2 separate regions of the Rattus norvegicus genome follow, and region 2 is linked to region 1. Evidence: chromatin contacts called from public Hi-C data. All regions are on one chromosome and are shown on one strand. Each heading gives the region's core, a stretch centred on a gene start, on an enhancer-like site or on the middle of the called end of the contact. The rest is flanking DNA. Distances are from core to core; before and after follow the strand shown.

Region 1 (5,022 bases), core at 1,711-4,210:
CACCACAATTTATCCTTTTCTATTCCACAATTCCCCTTTAAAATTTTTATTTACTTATTTTATTTTATTTATTTATTTATTTTTTTTGGTTCTTTTTTTCGGAGTTGGGGACCGAACCCAGGGCCTTGCCCTTCCTAGGTAAGCGCTCTACCACTGAGCTAAATCCCCAGCCCCTTATTTACTTATTTTTATGTGTATGTGTGTTTTGCCTGGATGTCAGATCCCAGTGACTGGACTTACAGATAGTTATGAGCTGCTATGTGGGTGCTGGGAATTGAACCCTGGTCCTCAGTAAGAGCAGGCAGCTAGTGCTCTTAACTCCTGTGCCATAATTCCCCTTTAACCAGTGTATTCTATTTCTCCTCTCTTGAGTGAGTGCCTTTCATCTGATTGCTATGAATATTCAAAATGAAATACATATCTAAATGTTCAAATCTGTCTTTCCGTCTTCCTTTTTAAAGAACAGGGTCTCTGTGTAGTCCAAGCTGGCCTCAAACTTGTTTTTCTTCGGTTTTAGCTTTCTGAGGGCTAAGATTGCAGGTGGACACCACACCTACTTCAGTTGCTTTTTGAGTAATGCAGTTTTTTTTTAAGTTGTAAGAATTGGTTTCTTATAAAATATTATTTTTTGTGTTGGGTGTTTTGCCTGTGTGTGCAAAACATGTGCATATCTGCTGCCCAGTCTTGGTTTCTAGTGCCTATTGCCCTGGGACTGGGGCTACAGATGCTTGTGAGCCAGCATCTAAATGCTGAGAATTGAACCCAGGTCTTCTGAGGAACAGTGCTTTTAACTGATGAGCCATTTCTCCAGGTCTAAGAAATTAGTCTCTTACTTGACTTATTCAGAAATGGACAAATTTCTTAATTATTTAAAAAATTCATTTTTTTTTACAAACTTCTCCATACTTTTCATGTAGCCAAAGGTAGTTAACTAATACTAAAGCAGCACAGTGTCAAAGAGACTATAGTAAGTTGCATGTTTTGAGTGATCGAAACATTGCCATTTGACTGTATTTTCTATAAAGACAAAATTTAAAGAGCAGTTATTACACCAGCTTTATTAGCAAAGACAAACTAGAGTATATCAGATGAATTACAAACTAAAATCTCTCTCTATAAAGAATCAGCTACTAAAAAGTCTTAAAAGGTTACAGGAGAATTTCGGGATATTTTCTAACCCTAAATATTTTCAGTTAAATTTTAAGTGGTCTTCGTGAAGTTTTAAAGTTCCCATTCTCAGACATTCCAAGAAGTGGAAAGCTGATGTGTGGGCGGGTTTGTTTTGTGTGTTGATACACTATGTGGGCTTACAGAGCTTTTGGGCCACCTGAGGCTAGTGTTTTAAGTCAGCTGGTTAATGAGTCCAGCTCATTAATGTCACCATATAAGAACAGAGCATGATGGGTAGACAGGTGTTGAGAAGAATTACATTCTGCTTTACTGGTTAAACTTTGTCTCGATATATTAGAATTCTGTGGCAACTTTTTTCCTTCCAGCCTTTCTTTTCTTTTTTTTTAAAGATAGAGTCTTGCTTGTAAATACAGGTGTGGACCACCATATTTGTCTGCCTGTCTGGAACTAACTCAGTGTCTGTCTCTGTCTCTGTCTGTCTGTCATCTCCCTCTCTCTGTACACTTTCCTGTGTGTGTGTGTGTGTGTGTGTGTGTGTGTGTGTGTGTGTGTGTACACACATGTGCACATGTATTCATGTGCTGGTGTAGTCTCACCTTCCACATGTTGAGACAGGGTCTCTGGTTGTACACACCTGCATATACCTGGCTCCCAAGCTTCTAGTGGTTTTCCTGTCTCTGCCTCTCATTTCCTGGTTGGAATGTGCTAGGGTTACAGATATGTGCCCTGCTGAGTCTGGCTTTTATATGGGTACTGGGGTCTAAACCGAGATAGTTAGGCTCACCGAACAAGTGCTCTACCCACTGAGTCATCTTCCTAGCTTCTGTTTGATTGGATGGAATTTCACTCAGCCATAAAGAAAAATACAAATGTGATTTGAAGTAGATGTCTCTGGAATGATTCAGTGAGGTGACACAGACTCAGAAAGATAAAGAGCCACGTGGTCTGCGTCCTCTGTAGCTCTTAGCTTTTAATGTGTGTACATGCACATATGTGGCTGTGAGTGTGGGGTTGGAGTTGGGGGAGAAGATCAACAAAAACGAGTTCTGTATGAAAATGCCATAATGAAATGTAGTACTTTGTACTCTTAACAAAAATAATTAAAAAAGAGTACATTGGTTCCTGGCTCCAGCTCAGGCCAAAATGAAATGAGAATATCTGGGGGAAGAATCCAGGTCAGTGCTGCTTTTAGTAAGTTGCCAAGGATGGAAATTCCTGTGCAGGCGCATACTTGCTGTAGTTGCTGTTGTTTGTGTGTTCGGAGGCAGGGAGGAAAACATGCTAAAGAGAACTTGCTCATAAGAATTTTAGCTTTTAAATATCTAAGAACTAAGTGGCTCTCTCATAGCTGTATTGCAGCCTCCCCTCCTTATGGTTACGAATGTATGTATGGGTAAGGCTGACCGCCATGGTTTCTCTCAGTCCTGTTGTTTCCCTGACTATGGTGACCAAATAAGTATCACGTTAATGCTAGGTTGGCCTTTTCGTCTGCCTTTGCTCCCTTATCCGTTTTCATCAAGATATCATCTTGGTCCCTGCACAGCAAGGGAAGTCAGGCCACCATTGGCAGACTGATTGTGGGAAACTGTGTGACTTGAAAGTTCCCTTTGTTAGAAGCAGGAAGCTCTAAAGGGATTGTTGGGATGACTTTGGGTTTAAGAGAGTGTGTTAGCATTCATAGTTTTAATAAAAGAGAACCTTTTTTAGTTTAGTCACGAAAAGATTGTAGGTTAAACAAAGCTGTTGAGTTACTTGTAGAATTTCCTGAGCAGTAGAACTTGGGTTGGGCTCTCTTGGGAGCAGTGCTCAGAGCACACCCTGGTGGCTCCTGTGGGCAGCACTGTTAGCAGTATGCTGTCCTCTGTTGGCACTGACACACAGCCCTGGAACTCCTGTGGCTCCCTGCAGAAATCGGGTTAAAGAAGGACTAATCAGGGCGAGGGACCTGCAGCCTCCCTGGGAGCAAAGTGCTGTGGTGCTTTCTGCTGCTTCCTTCTCCTCTGCCTCGGCCTCCTCCTCTTACACTTCATTTTCCTTTCTGCTTTTGAAATAAAAACAATTCTGTTTGGCATAGGCTGGCCTGGAGTTTGCTGTTTGACCCAGGCTCACCTCCCAACTCCAGGTCCTTGAGCCTGAGCCTAAATGCAGATGTTTGCATCACAGTCACAAGTTGAGGTTCGTCTCTCTGATTGGCAGTGACCGATTCGGTTTGTGCACTGATTGCAGGGGAGGATTGGAAAGCAAATGTCTGGTGTTCTGTTTCTGTTCTTTCAAGATGTGGCTCTGCCTCATAAAGTGGAGGGTTAAGGACAGGGAAGTAGTTTAGCTGCTGGCTGGCTCCTCCCTGTCCAGTGTCAAGTATCTGTGACAGCATTTTGTGAGGGAGAAGGATGCCCCTGGGGTTCGGGCACAGTTTTGCTACAGTTTGAGTCTTGCTTGTGTTTTTTCCCCTGATATTGATTGAAAGGATGATTAAGAGATGATAGTGACTATAAAAGGAGATGACACAATTGAAACAAACAAACTTGTAAATAAGTCAGGTCTCAAAGAACAATCTACTTGGTCTCTTCATTTTATTAAGATATTAAGGAAAAAGTTAAAGCATGTCAGTATCTGGCTACTACTTACACAGGTTACAAAATCAAAGCTTAGACATCTTTAAAAAGTTCCCCAAGGTTAAATCAGTAGCAAGTCTGCCACATGATTAGGACACACATTACCTTTATTCATGGGAATTTAAGATCAGGATGGCGGAAATGTTGTTAGAGCCAGCCGTGGTAGATGACTTAAAGGAAACTGTTTTCTGAATATACCAAAGTCAGTTGCACATACAAACATGCAGGGGTTGTGACAGCTTGCATAAGATATGCTCCCCACACCCCCCACCCCCCGCCTCCCTCCATCAAAAAAACCAAAACAAAAAAACGCTCAAGCCGGACAGGTAGGCCCTCTGCTCTCCAGGGTTGATACCTGTTTAGCTTCTCAGTAGCTGCTCATGCATCTGTTTTAAATTGTGTGGAGCGACCAGCATGGGAGACGCTGCAACTCTTGGGTTATTAGTGTGCTCGCTGGCATTTTAAGTTAGGGTAGGATAGGATGGTATATGCTAAAATACGGAGGTAAGGAGCTGTATGATATCTTTTGGGAAGAACATTGAATCACTGTGTTTAGGACAGGGTCAGACAGAGACAAGGCCAGGGATACTGTCTAGCGTTTTTGGCTGAGCTGTGCCTCTGTCTTTGTGAAGGGAGTACCACAAGAAGTCACCAGCAAGAGGAAGACGTCTGTTACTCTTGCATGGGGTTTGAAGCAGGAGACAGTAGGAGATGGTTCTGGAAAGGTGGCCTCTATAATAGTGTCCCTCTTGTTCTGCCGACACTGCTACTGCTTCATTGCTCTCCCACACTTCCACACGGAAATCAGAGTGGATTCCTAAGTAATGTCTGTGGGTCTATTCTCTAAGTAGAATTAGCTGCTGTGGTCCTGTGTATAGAATGCAAATCGGCCAATGCATTAATGTCTTCCCAGTGTCTTAAGAACACGGGTTGGGGCTGGAGAGATGTCTCAGTGTGGATTCTCAGAAGCCCAGTAAGGCAGAAGCTGCCAAGTAGCCTAGTGTATGCAGCAGTGAAAAACAGACCCTGCTCCAAACCACATGGGCATCCATCCCTCTCTCCCCCGTTAAAAAAAAATCAAGTTTAGGCCTCTCTCTGAGTTCCTAGACCTAGTTAGTGATTTGACCACTTCTGTGTCCTTTTCTCAGCCTTCTGTTTAATGCTGTAGTAATAATAGAGTCTATGCTGTGGGGCTCCCGTGTACACATATTTGTTCCCCAGAGTGGACCTTCTTCCTGGAATGTTTTTTCCTTTGAGGCTCAACCCAGGTGCTGAG
Region 2 (5,022 bases), core at 1,130-3,629, 42 kb before region 1:
ACAAATGAATTAACAAATAAAATGAATAGACAACATTCTCTAGTGATAAACACAATTCCTCTGTAATGGTCCACCTTCTTTTCTTGACATTCTACAAAAGCCCCCATACTGTAGCAAGATGGAGCCACTTTTAAATCCCATTTGCACCTGCCCTGCTTCTACTTGGGATGCTTCGTGGCCTGGTCAGCTGAGCAGACTCTCAAAGGACATTTCAAGCCAGGGTTCTCCAGGTATTTTCCCAGTCTTTGAAGTATCTAGGCAGACTCAAGAGTGTCTACAGCTAGCAAGTGTAACATTTTAACTCAAGTGTTTCCAAGTCAGGTTTGTTAGCTGGAGTGTGAGGACGATGGTTTCATTGTTAAAACACCAACACAGCCCAGGGGACCGTGTCTAATGTGCAATTAAATGGCTGAGTGACAAATCAGTTTTACAATAAGAATTGCATCCTTGGTAGGCTTATATTACAGAGGTTCACTCCAGTATCTTTAGGAAATAAAAACACAATCTATTAAAGGACAGGGAAGAAAAGTACACCTCTGTCCCAACACCTACTTTTGTGTTATCATTTCTGGTATTTTCTCAAATATGTGATAGGTCTGTGCATATATATTACATCATCATAATTGAGGTTTTCAGTTACTCCCCTCAGTACACCTGCCACCACACCATATCCCCCCTCTGTTCTCCATTTTCACCACTTTTAAGCTTAACTGCCTGCGAACCTTTTGCGTTTGTTTACAAAAAAATCGTGTGTGTATCGGAGAGGGTGAGTATCACACAGCATGTATCATGTAAGTGGAGGCCAGAGGACCATTTGAAGGAGTGAGTTCTCTCCTTCCACGATGTGGGTCCTAGGGATTGAACTCAGGCTGTCAGGCTTGGTGACAAGTGCCTTTACCCACTGAGCTAACTTGTCAGCCTTCCCCGCAAACATCTCCCAACACTCTTGTACAATCCTCCAAGCTGGTTGCTTCAGGTTCTGTTACTCAGGACTCGAGTGGCCTTGATAAGTCACTGAGTGTCTCAAATTCTCATTTTCTTCATGTGTGCCAAGGGGATCACAGAACAGCCAGTCTTATCTCAGGTGAGCTCCGAGTGGCCCATCTGATAATGTGCTTGCAAGTCCTAGATGAGCCCCTACCCATTTGCCTTCAGAAAAGGTGTGTGAAGGCTGGACAGAAGGCAGCTAATGGTTTTCTTATGGTTAATTCTTGGAGCTGGCCAGCCTAAGGCAGAAGCTGGCCAGGTGAATGCAGAGGGCATCTGGGCCATTACTTGGGAATGCCCACTGCACTAGTAGTGGTAGAGGTTGTTGTGGGGGCTTTTCTTTTTTCTTTTCCTCAAACTTGTAAACCCACTGTCCAACAGCCATGTTTTATTTTCTCTTTGCTCTTAGGTACTGATGCCTTTATCTAAGGATTTTCTCTCTCAGTTTAGAAAGCTTTAGTTCTTGTCAGGTTAGTTCACAAAAAAAAATTGTATTTCTTGGAAGACAAGTTAAAAAAAATTCTGTTTTTTTCTTTAATTTTTTTCTTGCATGTAATGACGGATACAATTCAAGCATGTAATTTTTTTTTAAGGTATTAACCTCGATGTGTGCCTCTTCCCCCACCATTAGCTTCATTCTTTTCCCCCAGATAGTCACACTTTTATCTTTTTATCATCAATGTGTTAACTCATATATAAAAGCATTACTACACACACACACACACACACACACACCCTAGATCCGCATATGAGGGAATACTTGTCTGAGTAAACCTTATTTATGTGTATAAAAATCCTACAATCTTTGTCTATTCAAGTCTGGTCGTTTTCCCATGCGTGTGACTTTATGTGTATATGTAAAGCAGGCTCCACACTGAGAGAAAACATACTTTTTTTTTAAAAGTCTGAGTCCTGTTTATTTTACTCCCTATGATGATCCCCAATTCAACCCATTAGGGTTCTGCTCCGCGTTGGCTTCTGCACACCCTTCAACCTCGTCCGCGGCTTCGAGCGAGTGTAAGCCGCACTTGCACTTTGATTTTCCTACGTCCCGGACAGCCCGGAGCCCGCAGCTCCACCTGGCTCCGCGGCCGGGCGCACAAAGAGCGGCGCGGGCGGCGACGGGCCGGGACGCAGAAAGTAGTCCCGACCACGCCGGCCTCAGTGTCGGCCGACGTCGCCTCACGCCCTCCGCCGCCCCGGGAAAGAATCCCATCGGAATGCGCCTCGGGAAGACCTTTCCCCCTCAGCCTGGCGGGGCTCGCGAGGCCCACCTCGCGGGGGCTCCGCGGGGAGTCAGCGCGCGCGGCGGCCGCGGCTCCGGGGGTCTGGCCGCGGCGCGCTGAGGAGGAGGTCGGGCGCGCAGGGAGACGGCGGCGGCCCCGCGGCGGATCCCTGCGCCGCTGCGAGAGGAAGAGGCTGAATGAGGCGCCGCGCGGGGGACGTGGGGCGCCGCGGGAGGAGGCGGCGGCATGGGGGCAGGCGCTGGCGTCGCGCGAGCCCGGGCCGGAGCGGCGCGCTAGATCCCTGACGTGCGCCCTTTTCTTTCTTCTCCCGGCCGCGGAAAGCATGAGCGTGCAGACCCGCCGCTGCGGCGGCCGCCCCGGCTCCTCGCCCGCGCGTCCCCTGGCCGCCGGTCGCCGGTGAGGGCCGCGAGCGCGCGCGGTGGGGGGGAAGATGGGGGCCGTGCTGAGGAGCCTCCTGGCCTGCAGCTTCTGCGTGCTGCTGAGAGGTGAGGCGAGGCCGGGGAAAGTTGCCGGGGTCCGGGAAGGGGGAGGGGAGGTGGCGGGGACAGCGGCGGGGAGAGGCCTGGCGCTGGGGAGCCGCGCGAGGAAGGGGCCCGCGGTCGGGGGCCGCGCCCGGCCGCAGCGCACACCCCTGGCCGGCCCCGCGGCGCGGCCGGACAAAGCTGCGGGCCTTGGGGGGAACCCCTGACCCCCCGCACTCCATCGGAATGACTGACCGTGCCCCGCTGCCCTGCACTCCAGGGCAGAAAGGGTCTTTTGTAGTTCGCGTTTCAGCACCGTTGGTGTTGACCTCCCTCTCCCTCGAAGCCCTCACCTTTCCCGTGTCTCTTAGGTGAACTTTTTTCTTCTTCTTTAAACCCCACGATTTTTTTTCTCTCCTCTCCTCTCTAGGCCTTGTTAAAACTAACGATTGGCTTCTGTTTGGGGTAGAATGGTCCTGGGGGAGAGCACAGTTGGAAATTGACTCTAGGGTTATAGGTCGCGCTTTTCAGCATTGGGGAATCTTCTGAGCCTATAATAAAAATACAGACGTTGCCCTCGTAACCCTTGCTATTCAGGGCTCGCCCCCTGTTTTCGGAGTGTGCAAGTGTACAGTTGGCACCAAGTAGGGAAGTCATCCTTGTGTGGCGAGGAGCCTATCCTGGGAACTAAATTATCATTTGCTGGGCACCCCTGGGAACTGCTTGGCACTTTGGTAATAACAGAGAATGCCCTGGGTAATTTGCTATGGGAATCGCTTAAATGTAGTGGCTCTGGGGTGTTTGGAATTGGACGGCGAAGCTGAGACACACGTCCTGACTTTTGTTGTGTGACAGTTTGCAAAGGAGACCTTGTGGACCGGTCTTCGTCAGTTGATGAGAGATGGGGAGGTTTGTGTGGGGGTGCCGTTGAGTGTGTTACCCGTGCAAGAATTGAGGTGCTTGGTTGTCACTGTATCTTGTAGTTCGTTTTTTGTTAACTTCATTTGTGCCAGTTAATGGGACCTCTCTGGGATTCTTAGTTATTAATTTAACAGGCTAAATGTCTTAAGTCCTTCAGGAGTATGGAAGTTCCCAAAGTAGGATAGTAACCAACAATGGAAAAAAATTTTTCTAAAAATAAGCATATCCCGAATTGCTTAGTCCTACTTGTAAACACCAGAAATATAATTGCTGTCTAATTTCCACGGCAGAGAACTCAATATTATTAGATACTCAAGAGATTTAATAAGTATGTGTTTATTTTGTTACAGTAAACTCTATGCTGTGAGGTTATAATTGACACGTGACTGTGATTGACAGCTTCCTAAGGGTTAAAAATGTGGAACCAGTGGATTGATTTAGAGTTGGGAAAATCTAAATCGGTAACTTCAGATGGCTTCAGCGTCTGGAAGTCTAGTTGTAGTTCTTAGAGGGGGCATAGGGTTGTTTGTTTATTTTGATAACAGGTTTGAGTCTAGAGTTGAGTAGATTCCTGACTTGGGTTAAGAGACAGTGAAGTATGGTATTGTGTAACAAGATCAAGGAGAGGTAACTGTCCGAAGTGGAGCTTACTCTAAATGTAACATAATAATGGTAAGGAGGTCTTTTTTTTTTTTTTTCTTTCTCCCTGCTTTATTTAATTGTGAGCATATATCATTTCAACTGAAACTGTCTTTTGGTGTAAAAGATTGCTAATTTAGTCTCTTCACTTCTTGACAGTGTTAGCCTCTGTTATAAGTGACAGTCACCCTTGGTTTCCCAGGAGCAAAGTGTGATTGAATTCCTTGTCCTTCCAAGAAGAGGTGGTACTTTCTCGCATTGGGTTTGTGATGATGTGTGACTTTGGGACTTGGTCCTTACAGCCTTGTTTACTTAGCAGCAGTTGAAGGTCATTTGATACTGCCATCCTAAGGCTGCATCCCTGTCTGCAGTGACATCCCTTGTCAAGTGACAAGGTATATTGGGAAAAAATTGAAATTGGAGGATTTTAGCTCCATAGTCTTGAGTTTAAAGCTAGATCTTCATTATTCTTGCTTCTGGTCCTGTCTGTCTCAGCTTATCTATAAAACATGGGTAATGACACCTGTCTGCCTGATTTGCACGGTTACTAGGTGTGTTTAATGAAGTAACATGAAGTGCTTTCCGAATATTAATTAAAAATTGTTTTAAAGACAGGATTTTTCTGTGCTGCCCAGGCTGATCTCCAAATGCAACTCAACTGTTCTCCTTTCTGAGCCTCTTCAGTGCTGGGGTTACAGGCATGCCCCCACATAGGGCTATAACTATTGTTATTTTTATGTGTGTGTGGAATATTTTTATTTATGGAT

The links. A called contact is a pair of places that touch in the nucleus more often than the background predicts.
Region 2: a contact with region 1 is called in a Hi-C map of liver, with 2.8 times the contacts expected there. The contact joins the promoter of Lrp6 here to the enhancer-like site in region 1. A contact is called at or near these places in 3 of 12 Hi-C or Micro-C datasets (kidney, liver and psoas muscle).

What each region holds. Positions count from the first base shown.
Region 1 is chr4:169,088,014-169,093,035 of GRCr8, reverse strand. All of the region lies in intron 2 of Lrp6 (LDL receptor related protein 6), which reads left to right. Among named protein-coding and RNA genes, the nearest start is that of Lrp6, 41 kb to the left of the region's middle. Within about 2 kb of position 2,960, at least 15 of the 93 cell types and tissues checked have an H3K27ac peak or open chromatin away from gene starts, as enhancers often do. A contact at or near this core is called in liver, where this site is marked.
Region 2 is chr4:169,129,073-169,134,094 of GRCr8, reverse strand. Lrp6 (LDL receptor related protein 6) reads left to right here and starts at 2,379. Exons shown (of 23, transcript NM_001401820.1): 1 at 2,379-2,719. The coding sequence starts at 2,665.